Linked DNA regions of Gossypium hirsutum: all the other regions are linked to region 2. Evidence: chromatin contacts called from public Hi-C data. All regions are on one chromosome and are shown on one strand. The core of a region is the stretch at or near the end of the contact, and the rest is flanking DNA. Distances in the headings are between cores, read along the strand shown. Region 1 holds the start of LOC107887371 (fructose-bisphosphate aldolase-lysine N-methyltransferase, chloroplastic). Region 2 holds the start of LOC107887358. Region 3 holds the start of LOC107887368.

What was found. Hi-C and Micro-C count contacts between places; a contact is called where the count stands out from the background.
Region 1: a contact with region 2 is called in a Hi-C map of leaf, with 3 times the contacts expected there. The contact joins the promoter of LOC107887371 here to the promoter of LOC107887358 in region 2.
Region 3: a contact with region 2 is called in a Hi-C map of leaf, with 2.0 times the contacts expected there. The contact joins the promoter of LOC107887368 here to the promoter of LOC107887358 in region 2.

The regions. Positions count from the first base shown.
Region 1 is chrA03:67,263,124-67,267,460 of Gossypium_hirsutum_v2.1, forward strand. LOC107887371 (fructose-bisphosphate aldolase-lysine N-methyltransferase, chloroplastic) reads left to right here and starts at 2,429. Exons shown (of 6, transcript XM_016811579.2): 1 at 2,429-3,068; 2 at 3,223-3,251; 3 at 3,416-3,627; 4 at 3,847-3,969. The coding sequence starts at 2,587.
Region 2 is chrA03:67,659,142-67,663,345 of Gossypium_hirsutum_v2.1, forward strand. LOC107887358 reads right to left here and starts at 1,360. Exons shown (of 3, transcript XM_016811560.2): 1 at 1,179-1,360; 2 at 17-168. The coding sequence starts at 161.
Region 3 is chrA03:67,286,362-67,290,777 of Gossypium_hirsutum_v2.1, forward strand. LOC107887368 reads right to left here and starts at 1,313. Exons shown (of 1, transcript XM_016811576.2): 1 at 1-1,313. The coding sequence starts at 838.

The sequences.
Region 1 (4,337 bases), core at 1,179-3,678, 390 kb before region 2:
GCATACAAATAACCTGAATGTCATGGCATGAATATCCGGTTTATTTCCTAAGGTTCAAACGAGAGTTCTACTATCTCAATATTCATCATACATAATCACTTCCACAAACAAGCAATTTATGCTATATCAATTCAAACACATATAATAACAATGTAGTTGTATTATTTACGTACAACTTACCTCGAATTGCAAAATGTAGACGACTAGTTCGGCTTAGTCCACTTGCTTTGTTTTTCCTCGGTCTAGGCTCGAATTTTGTAATTCTTGATCTATAATGATGAAAATTCACAATTTTAATCATTTTATTAATCTAGACACTCAAAAATTTAAAAATTAGGCAAAATGACCATTTTGCTCCTAGACTTTTACAAAATGACCATTTTACCCCTAGATTCGAAAATTATTTTTTATTAAATTTCCTTATTATCCAAGCCTAACCGACCATTTATCTCTCTTATGACAACCCCAAATTTCCAGTATTTCACAACATTACTATATATTTTACAAACTCTACGAAATGGTCCTATTAGGGTTTTCATGAAAAGTCCCTACACAAGAGTTGTTTATTTCACAACCATGATTCATTTTCTTTCATAAAATTTCAAAAATCAACATGAAAACTCTCATGGTAAAACCTAAAATTTCAACTATTTAACAAAAAGTCCCCTTGTTAGAAAGCTCATGCTACAATGGTTCTAAAAATGTAAAAGTTTTCGAGAAAAGCCATTAAAGTCACTTACTTGCAAGAGTAGAGAGTGATTGAAATTTTTGAGGCTCAAAAACCCCTACAATGGCTGAATTTTTTGTGGAGAAGGAGATAGGGAGATGATATCTTTTCTCTTTATCTTATTTTTATTTTAGTCAATTTAATCACCAAACCCACCAAATTTTGACTTTTTTGACCATCTTTGTCTCCTATGGTCGGCCATGTCTCTTTAAAGGGTCTAATTTCCCTTTAAAGACCCCCAATTTAGGTTCTCTAACTATTTGACACCCTTAGCTATCAAAATAGGACTTTTGCACTTTATGCGATTTAGTCCTTTTTCTCAATTAAGCTCACAAACGTTAAAATTAAGTCACCAAAATTTTCATGCACCTTTATAAACATGCCATCACCCATTAAATAATATTAAAAATAATTTTTTCAAACACGAATTAGTGGTTCTGAAACCACTGTTCTGACTAAGCCCAAAATCGGGTTGTTACAAATAATTTCACTAAAATGGCAAAAACGAATATTACAAAAGATGGAGATAAAACTAAACCCTAAAATCTAAAATAAAAACCCTCAAAATATAAACACAAAATTTTATGAAAGCTTGTGAAAGCTAATACCTAAATCTACTTATAGGCTAAATTCGTAAGTAAAAATAATATTAAAATAACCTACACTAACCATAGTTTAAGTGAGAAACTAAAAACAAAGTTTGACTGGAAGAAGAAAAGCCGAAAAATACGAGGCATAACTCCACATTTTTGTGAAAGAAAATTTCTAGTTGTTGGCTTCGTAAAAACTTTTGTGTTTAAGGCTTAAATTTATTTTTCTAAAGTCTACTAGTGAAATAGAAGAAGAACAAGAAGGAAAGGATGAATACTAAAGGGAAATACAAACCAATATGAAAAAAAAGGTCAAAAGAGTAAAGTTTAGTCTTCAAAACTTTCTACCTATTCAAGGATTAGAGCTTACATTACAAATTATCATCCAAATGATAGAGATAATATGATAATGATATATTTGTAAAAGTTACCTTATCAACCTCGCAATCGCAACTTTTCCCCAAAAAATTGCAAGAACGGATCAAAAGTTTCCAACTTCTTAGTACAAAAACTACATAATAGTCTTACATCTAACAATATAATACATTATTTTATCAAGGATTAGTATTGTAGATTAATTTATATGACTTTTATAAATATTTAATTTTTTTTAAATTTGACCCTACAATTTAAATTTCTTGACTCCACCCTGATTCAAATTGATTTAAAAATTAAAATTTTTAAATTTGAAGCTATTCAACTTAAATCCAAATAATTTTCCAACAAAAAAATCATCCGACGCACAAATATTTAATTCAACTTGATACTTAATGTTGTTTTAAAAATAAAATATAGTTTAAAATATTAGATGGAAAATTTATTTATTTTTGAACAGCCTAAATAAGATACTACTGTTAAGTTATTTCACCCTTTCATAGAGCTAAATAAATAACATGGAATATACATTTTGGTTGACAAGTCAAATCCTTGTTTGTTCATAATACATGCATCTTTTGCATTATTTTGTGGGTTGCAAGTGGACCTGAGATCATCGCATGTAGGGTTACTCATTCTACCACTGAAAAGCCATCATGGGCTGAAAAACCATAAAAAGTAGAAGAAGGGTAATTTTGAAACTATAAAGTTGAGATACGAAGATATAAAATGATGGACTCAAGTAGTAGGCTGATCCAACTTCATTGGTTTTCTTTTCTTGAGTGATTGGTTCAGTTGGATATTTCATGTAAAAATGTTGAAAAGAATATAATCCAAAGCCACAAGCTATAAAATCCCCCACCACATCTTATCTCATCCATTACAACCTTCTTTATGGCACCTTCACTTTTCACTCTCTCATCACCTTCTTCTTCTTTCCCCTCTTCTTCAACTACTCTCAAACCCTTTTCTTCTTTCTCCACTAAACCCACACTTTCCATCCACTTTGTAAAGAAACCCATCCCTGTTTCAGCAACCGCTGACCCTCCACCGCAGCTCCAAACCTTCTGGCAATGGCTCCAGGACCAGGGTGTTGTCTCTGCCAAGTCTCCCGTAAGGCCTGGAATGGTCCCTGAAGGACTTGGACTCATTGCAAAAAAGAATATTTCCAGGAACGAGGTTGTCTTGGAGATTCCTAACCGGTTTTGGATAAACCAGGATGCAGTTGTAGCTTCTGAGATTGGAACCGTGTGTAGTGGATTGAAGCCTTGGGTGTCTGTAGCTTTGTTTTTGATCAGGGAGAGGTTTAGGCAAGATTCTAAATGGGGGGTTTATCTTGATATACTTCCAGAGTTAACAGATTCCACTGTGTTTTGGTGGGTGTGGCTTGGTTTCTTATTTCCTTTTTACCCCCATTTATCTTTAAAAACAAATCTGTTTTTTGGGTTATAAATAATAATTTCCATTTCGTTAATGGGGCTTAGATCATTGTGGTTGATAAAGTGTTGTTTCTTTATGGTTCCAGTGCAGGTCAGAAGAAGAGCTAGCTGAGCTTCAAGGTAAATGCTTAGGATTTTACTTGTAAGAAGTTATAGTCTCCTTATCAAAGTTTGTACAACACTGCAGCAAAGCAGCTGGATTAGAAATATTGTTTTCCATGTTATTTAGGTTGAAGATTATCTTGTTTCAATTTTCATAGTTGGTACTGCATTCCAATGACCAGGTACTCAATTGTTGAGCACAACACTGGGGGTGAAAGAATATGTGCAGAATGAGTTCTTGAAAGTAGAGGAAGAAATCATACTCCCCAACAAGCAGCTCTTTCCAGCCCCTATAACATTGGATGATTTCTTCTGGGCATTTGGGATTCTCAGGTCAAGAGCATTTTCTCGCCTTCGCGGTCAAAATCTTGTTTTAATACCTCTTGCAGACTTGGTAAGCAGCATCCCTTCACTATGTTTCCAAACATCATCTTGCTTGCCCTGGAATCAGTTTCCAGAAATTACATGCAAGTTGGTCTGATATAAAAGGGTGATCATCCCCGCAACTTGTTCCCAATTTACAGAATATGAAAGAAAAGCTGTAACAGTCATGGTTATGTGGAAAGCTATAACTGCCTTTAGTTTCATTCTTTAACTTTTCTTCATTAATCAGATCAACCACAGCCCTAACATAACTACAGAAGATTATGCATGGGAGATTAAAGGAGCTGGACTTTTCTCTAGGGATCTCCTCTTTTCCTTGCGGTCTCCAGTTTCTGTCAAGGCTGAGGAGCAGGTGAGTTTTTTTTCTTTTAGAAGCTATCTGAGAAGGGTTATATTATATTTTATATATATCATCCACCTATCCCGTTGTCTTAGCATTCCTGCCATTTTAGCTAATCAATTAACGCACCCAAGATTTATAAACGTGAAAGGACTCAAATTGTCTGATACAATTCTAAGCTGAAAAATTCTGAGATTACATGTATGCAGATCATATAGTTTACTTATATGACAGACTGGATTAACTTGATCCTTTTATAACATGCATGTTGCAAAACAATTATGTTATCATCAAGGGCAAAGCTAGAAAATTTTTATAATTTTTATAGAATTAAGTTATATAACCTTATGAGAATTAAAATGCAATTTCACAATTTTAAT
Region 2 (4,204 bases), core at 110-2,609:
CCAGAGAACACATTACCTGAAATATGGGGATTCTGATGGGTATAGCTATGGGAAATAGTATCAGCAAACTGAGTCAATTTGTTGTTATTGTCAAACTGTCTTGGATGCTTGAAAGGAAGTTCCTGCAACTCCTCACTGTCAAAAGGGCGCTTAAATCCCATTTACAACCTGCGGGACAAAAATGTTAATTATGAATATAAGGTAAAACAATAATAATAGAAAAGATATAGATGCATGTCGATCACAGAGTATACAGAAAAAAACATAGTGGCACATAGTAAGACAGAAAAATACATGAAATAGAAGACTAAGAAAGGGAGCATCAAGCTTATGTCAAAGAACACTTGACACAAGCAATAAACAAATAAATTAACCTGAAGCTCATTTAGACAGAAAAAAAAATACAATAGTGCTTGGGACCACCATGGTACTAATGCTAATTATGATGCACATACCAATTCATAGTACAGGCAAACTAACTTATTTGACTTTGCATGGAAAGCTAACAAGGTTAATAAATTAAAATTTAGTCAAATGCATAATAAAAGGAAAGAATTAACATATTAACCACTTACTAATGATGAAATGGATAAAAATTTATGTTAGGTGGAGTCAATTACTTCTAAATTGTGATGAATTGAAACTTCAATTGAACTGGAAAAAAGTGGAGAAGAATTAAAAGCCTAGGAAGCCTCAACTAAGACGATGAAAGCACTTAATTAGGCACTAAAATTGATTCAAGTATGGGAAGAGACGTTTCCCTAAATTAATTTGACTACCAGGTTGAAGCCCTAAATTTACAAGAAAACCCTAACCCTAAATTCCCAATTCGCCGAGGAAACGACGAATTGACAGCATAAAACTCTTGTAGACAATCTCGAGGTCACGTAAAACACCGAAACCCTCTACGAATTCACACATAGAGACGAACCCTAACGAATCGAAGAAACTAAACCCTAAAAAAACAAACCAAGAATAATCAGACAAAATTAGAGCGAATCACAAAGGGAAATCAACAAAAATCGAAGAGGAAACAAAACCTATGAGAGATCGATCAACAAAAAGGGCCCGATCGAGGAGATCGAATAACCCTAACCCTAGAGAAGCAAAAATTGAACGGCTGCGACAGAAAGAGAGATCAATCAAAAGAAAATAGCGAGAATCAAATAGATAATTACGTGATTTACAGATTTGATGAAGAACGATGAGAAAATCCGAGATCGATTTTCGGATTAATTTGGGGATCGTGAAAGAGGGTAAAGAGGCGATGGGAAGCGAGGATACGGTTCGGGGGCTTTTGTATACGAGGCGGTCCACTAAGAAAACCGGATTGGACTAATTTTGGTTTTTCGATGCCCAAACAGCATTTTTTGTCCTTTGTTATTCACCTGGACCTTTAAAGATAAACCGGTCCGGTTCTATATAAAATTACTGTAAGGTCCATTAATTTCTTTTACAATGAAATCAAATTAAATTTATCATAATACTAGTTTGTATACCCGTGCAACCAACGGATTTAGTTGGTGCACCGATTAGAATGTTACTTTATAAAATAATGAAAAACATATAAATTTTTAAAAAATTATCATTTTTTTTGTAAATTTATTTCTTTAATATGAAAAATAATATATTTTATAAAATAATAATAAAAGGTTTATAAATTTATAAAAAAAAAAAAAAAGAATTACCATTTCTTTAGAAAAAATGACATTGTATTAATGTTTTTATTAAATAAGAATTAAAATGATTTTAATAAATTTAATGGTTGAAATTTAAAACTTCATTGAAATTTGAGCTACATCAATTTCATTTTATTTCAATGTTGAATAAAATTTTGGATTCTAGTCGATTAAATTTATAATATTTTGAATTTATATTTCTAAATGTATAAATTTTATAAAATTATAAAAATTTAAAAATGAAATTTAAAAAAAAAAGCCTTAATTTTCTATGTTTTATAATTTGATCCTTTAACTTATTGGGACAAGTGGTGACCTCTTTAGCCATCCCCAGTGACACCAACTATATAATGATTGCAAGATAAAAGTCTCATTTTAGGTACTCTCGAATTCTAAGATAAAGCAGCACCAACAACAAAGAATGATGGGCTTTGCAATTGGAATTTTCAAAAATAAATTAGAATATTGTTCTCAGCTAGCTTATTATTGAATCTTTCTACACCATCACGATTGCGCATCATCAAACCCCTTTCAATATTCCTACCACTATACAACCTCTATCACCAATTTTCATCCATTAAGCTGAGCCACCATCCACCCACTACCTTGTCAATACCACAACATCCACCTTTGTTACCCATCTCCCATTTCTAACATCTTTTCTTCACTATAACATTAATTGCATAAATTCTCCAATAACATTTGTACCATTGAATCAATCCCACCATCTTTTTTCAACTTCTAACCATTTAGTTAGGAGTGAACAAAACTTGATTCAACTCGAAAAAGTCGAAAAAAATTCAAATTTCAAGTTAAATGAATTAAGTTATTCGATTTATTCAAGTCAATTCGAATTCTTTTTTGAATTTCGAGTTCAAATCGAGTTTAATTTTTGAATTCGAATAAACCTAATACCAAACTATAATATTTTACATTTTTACCCCAAACTCCCAAACATATTTACTTTCTTCAAAATTTTTTATTCCCCTCTCATCCTACCCCCTTCTACCCCTCAGCATTTTACTTCCTCAACCTCTAAAACTTTTTATTTTCTCCTAAAACTTTTACTCCCCTCCTATCCTCCGCTCTTATCCCAAACCCATTCCCCCCAACTCTCAAATTTTTTTTAATATCCCCTCCCTCAACCCCAAAACATTTTATTTTCTCCCTAAACTTTTACTTCTCACATTTTACCCTCAAATCAAAAATTAAAATCATCCAAAAAAAAACCCCTAAACCTAAATAATAATAATTTTTTATTTATATTTACTATTTATATTATTAAATTAAATTTCATATTTTACATTATTTATATTATTGAATTGTTTAATCATATTGAATCTTTACAATTTTTTGTTAAAATTAAATTATTGATTATGCTGTAAAATATTTGTGTTAAAATTTTATGTTGGTATCAATTGTACATTTTATCTTTAAGATAAATTTTATTTAAAAAATCATATTTTTTTTACATTTAATATATTTTTTAATTTCAAAATACATAGTGACAAGAATCAGAAGATAATTAAAACAACTAAGTAAGCAAAGAAGATAACCCGTATATAAAATATTAATAAATAAATTATGAGGGGATAAAAGTTAATAATAAATTTGATTACGGTAGGTGACAGTGATTACAAGGACTCAAAATTATTTTTTTAATTTATCTCGAACAAATATATTCGATTCGATTCGATTTGAATTCAATCTCACTGAACTCAATTCGAGAAAATTTCAAATCAAGTTAGAATGATAAAATAAGATTCATCAACTCGATTAACTCAAAATATTTACATTCGATTCAATTGAATGCTCACCCTTACATTTAGCAATAAACATAACATCAATACCAATCAACAAATTCAACCGAACCCTTCTCTCATAGCCACTATTAGCCCCATCTAACTTGAAATAGTACTAAAGAAAAATGAATCATTCAAGGCCTATACCGTAACTCCAAATGAAATTGAACCTATAAGAAGCAAACTAATAATAAGAAACCAATAAAAGAGAAAAAAGAAATATAGTTCAAATTGGCTTCATTTGGATGACAAAGCAAAGCTGAATTTAGGCAGGGGCCCGGCCCCTTAGAATGGAAAATTTTTTATTTTGATCCTTTAAAATTTTTAAAATTTTAAACTAGTAAAGATAAAATTACACTTTGACCCTTTAAAATGATAAAATTTTAATTTAATCCTTTAAAAAATATTTTTTTACTATCATAAAAATTACAATTTAATTTCGGTCTACTAAAGAAATTTTTTAACTTTGCCCCTGTGACAAAGATAGCAATGTTCCTTTGTGCCTCATGTGGAAATCTCTAGATATTAGGGTTGTTTTAGCAAAACTTGACCTAATAAGGTAAAAGAGGAAGGGAAGAGCTACATTTGGATGCCATTATTTCTGTTAGAGAAGGTGGCAACGGCAGTACCATACATCTCTTGGGTGGTTAGGGTTTCGAAAAGAAAAATAAAGAGACATTTTTGCTTTGAAAGGAAGGCCTGATAAGAAAAGAAAGTGGGACC
Region 3 (4,416 bases), core at 63-2,562, 370 kb before region 2:
TTGTAGATACAAGAAATATCAACAGACCAACCTGAGTCTGCCCCTTGATTAGGACACCAGCTCGAACCAATGCTTGTACTCCCCAAACTTCCTCCAACACACACATTACAATCCCCATATCGCAGACAACAACAACATTGGCGAAAACAATTGCAAAAACTAGCCCAATCATTATCATCGCAACGACAACTATATCAGGTGAAAAACCAAGAACAGAGAGTACACTACATGCCACAAGAAGAAAAATGATGAAAGTTGTCACACAACCAACAATTACCATACACATCCACAAATAGGAAGAAACAAGCTGCCTCCAAAGCTTTCGAATTATCACAAAGAATTTGGAAACATCAGCTGATTCCTTCAAATAAGTAGAATCTACACAATAAACCACAGCAGCCTTTGATAACAAACTAAACGTAATGAGCAAAGGGAAGCACGTTACTGAGGAAACAGCCGTCTCAACTAAATGTTGGCACGACTGTTTGATGAAAGGTCTGAATGGAACTCCACTAGTTTTAGCAACTAACAAAAGCCTAACAGTTAGAGTGTACACAATGGATTCACCAACTAACAAATTAGAAGACATAAGGACTGCAGATACAGGGCAAATTAACAAAGCTAAAATGATCATAAAACCAGAACAATTGTACCGTAAAATCCTAACAGTTTCTCTTAAGATCTCTAAAACACTCGTCGAATGGAATCGGTGGTTAGGATGAGTAGCATCGTGGGATGATTGTAGCTCAAAACTTTGACCATGATGGGTTTCCTTCAATCGTTCCTTTTCTAGATGATCTGACCTCATTCGTGGAGAAGTAACGGTAGAAATTTCCATTATATCCAATACCCAGAAAATATCAAACCAAGAACCTACGTAAACATTGGAAATGATACACAAGCGCAGATCAAATCTGAAAGAGCTAGATCCAACTCTTTAACTGCTGAGCAGTCCCCAAAACACAAAATGAAATTGAAGGTAAAAGCTTGAATATTAGATTGTGAAATAGGAGGGAGATCCTCGAGTGTTAAATAAAAGAAGAGAAGGATTACACAAAATGAGCTACCATTTTTTGCATGCAATGGCGCCGAAGATCCTTAGTCTGTAACAGCTTGTAATGAGCCTTTCTGATTTTTCAAGATTTGGAAATATTTGTCGACAGGATTTGGATTTCGATGGTTACAGCCAGGAAGGGACCTCAGTTTGGCAAGCGACAAAAGGCACAAGATAGGCATTAATTAATTTTAAATTGACTGTAAATTCATCCAAATTTCTAAAAGCACCGTCAAAGAAACAATATTGTATCAGGCAGTGATGCCAACCGAACGGATTCTTTTTTAATCAAAGCCCACAGGAAGCACTAAAACTTTTTTAAAAAATATAAATAAATAAATAAGTCCCTTTTTAGCGTTTAAACTTTTAAAATGTATTAAAAAAATTTAAAAATAATTTTTTATTTTTTTATTTAATTAAATACTTAAATTTTCAAAATATATTAAAAAGATTTTTAAATTTTTTCAAAAAATTAATTAAACTTAAAAAATAAAAAAAATAAATTTAGACAATTTATTAAATTTTAATAAAAATATAAAAATTAAAAAATTATTAAAAATTAATTTTTTATAAAAATAGTAAAAAAGTAAAAATTATAAAATTTTATAAAAATCATAAAAATTTTTAATGAACCTCTAATTTTTTTAATTAAAGTCATTACATAACACAGCATGACAGCGTGGCATGTGGCAATAATTATTATAAATTTTTTTTTACGAAATTTATATTTCTTTACATTTTGTATAATTTTGTTACGACTTTATAAAATTTTATAATTTTTACTATTTTTATTTTTTTCTAATTTTTAATATTTTATTTTTTATTAAAATTTAATAAATTTATAGATTTTTTTAATTTTTTTAATTTTTTTTCTAATTTTTAATAAAGGCAAGGACTTAATTGCTTTTTTTAAAAAGTTTGATGGTCTTTTTGATACATTTTGATAATTCAAATATCTAAATAAGTGCAATAAAATTTGGGGCTTAATTTTTATTTTATTTTTTAAAAAATGTTGGAGGGTCTTTTTGATGCATTTTAAAAGTTTAAGTACTGAAATGAGTGAAAAAAAAAAGCAGGGGATTAATTATTTTTTTTGAAAAAAGTTTGAGGGCATTTTATACCTTTAAGCCAATTTATAACTAATTATTTATTTTTATTTATAAGATTTTTAATTATTTTAGATATTTTATAATACTTTTTATTTAACTTGGTAAAATTAAGATTAATATAAAAAATTATTAAATATTTCAAAGAAGTTAGGGATTTTTTTTATTTTTTATTTTAGGATCGATTGGGTAATTAAATTTTAAATTTCAATAGATTTCGGGGCAAACAAAAAACCATCTATCAATTAAGTTATTTCATTAGATTGAACTTTAAATGAAGAGTTGAATTTAATGTAGAATATATTTTAAATATATGATAATAAAATTATTAATAGCTTTAACTTGACTACTTAAAAACACAAAAAAGTTAAAATTTAATCCAAGTTTAGTAGGTCTTTTTCATACAATACTTAGAATTATTCATAATCCCTTAGTAATATTTAAATAGGAGGATAATATAACATCCCTCACCTATTTACGATGCCGGATTAGAGTTACTGAATGCTACGGCAATTAACAACTAAAAAACATGCATTTCAAATTTGAAATTTAAATAAAACAATCATTAATAGACGAGTATTCATTAAACATGGTATTCATATAAAAAAAAAGGGGGCTTAAATCAAGCTTTAAGATACGAAAGGTAGACTTGAGCATGAAAAAGAACCAAATTATAAAATTTTCAAAACTTGAACAAAGTATCGATATATTTGAAATGGTATTGATATTTTTATAAATTTATCGATAATTAACAAAATGTATCAATACCAAATTGGCATTCTGCCAAATTCTAAAACTGTTCAAATGGTTTGGTAACGATACTCTAATCCAAACTATCGATACCTTACTATAAAATAGTAAAAAAATCTTAGGTTTAAAGTTCAAATCATGCTCAAAACATATATCACTATTAAGGAGTCATACATACACATCAAAACATATCAAAATATGCTTTTTTTCCTAGTTCAACTAATATGTCATATGGCACAGTCACAAACCACAATCAAATTCAATATCCAAATTCATTTTCTAACAAATTCAAGCTTGCCTAACTATGCTATACAAAATGTTAAAAATCACCAACTCATTCACACCCAACAAGCCATATATCAAAGCATATACTTATAGGCGTGTATTCAACAACAACTATACGAGTTCATAGCCTCCAAAACAATTCCAACCAAAGTATTACCTATTCAAACATTACCAATCACATTTAATTCATCTATATGCATTTCATTTGATCATATATATATTCCATCACATATCAATCAAATATCACATTCAAATCTCTAAACCAAACTGTGATCAATCACATTATTTGCCACAAATACTCAACTTGTATATAAGCACAAAATACGTCATTTATAGACAGATACAAGATACTCCTATTACATGCGACATACCCTAAATTAAATGTTTTTAAAGTCCACTGAAAGATAGTTGGATAGTGTGATCTTCAACTTGATTCGATTGCTTGATTCCGCAAAACGATATTTACAAAGAAACATGAAACAACACGGGTAAGCTTTAAGGAGCTTAGTGAGTTCACATATTGAAACGAAATAACTTATCGTATTTTCATAGTTTAATAATTAACAAATTCTTTAACTAAAATTAACCCTGTGAATCACAAGCATTCAACATGTGAAGATCATATATACGAGTAATATAATCAAATCATTTGTACGATATTAAACACTATCAAGTCACAATATAATATTGGAAATCATGAAAATGTATGCATGTCATTAATAAGGCATCATAACCAAATATTAGTTACATGTCATCATCATGTCATTTAACCATTGAAAATATTTTCGATGAACGATATAAATAGATACGGATACACGATTATCCACCCAAGACATGCCAGAAAGCTCAACCAAGCCAATTTAGCCAAGAACACGCCTTGACACCAAGTGCCTAGCCCGTAGGCTAACATCCCTCTAGAAACATGCCTAGGCACCAAATGCCAAGCCCGTAGGCTTTACATATGCCCTAGAAACACGTTAGAATCACTGTAAATATAAATTGGTAATCCACAATACATGTTAGATTCTGGTATATTCAATGTATAATAACAAGTCAAGAATCATCATCTCATCTCAAGTCAATCTCGTACAATGCACAAAATAATCTATTGGCATGCCAATCGTATCCTATCTTATGTTCATCTGGGCTCGATACAAGTAATCGTATAACACATTACAATTCAATTCACTTTCTCACCTTGTACCAAGTTGTAACAATTCA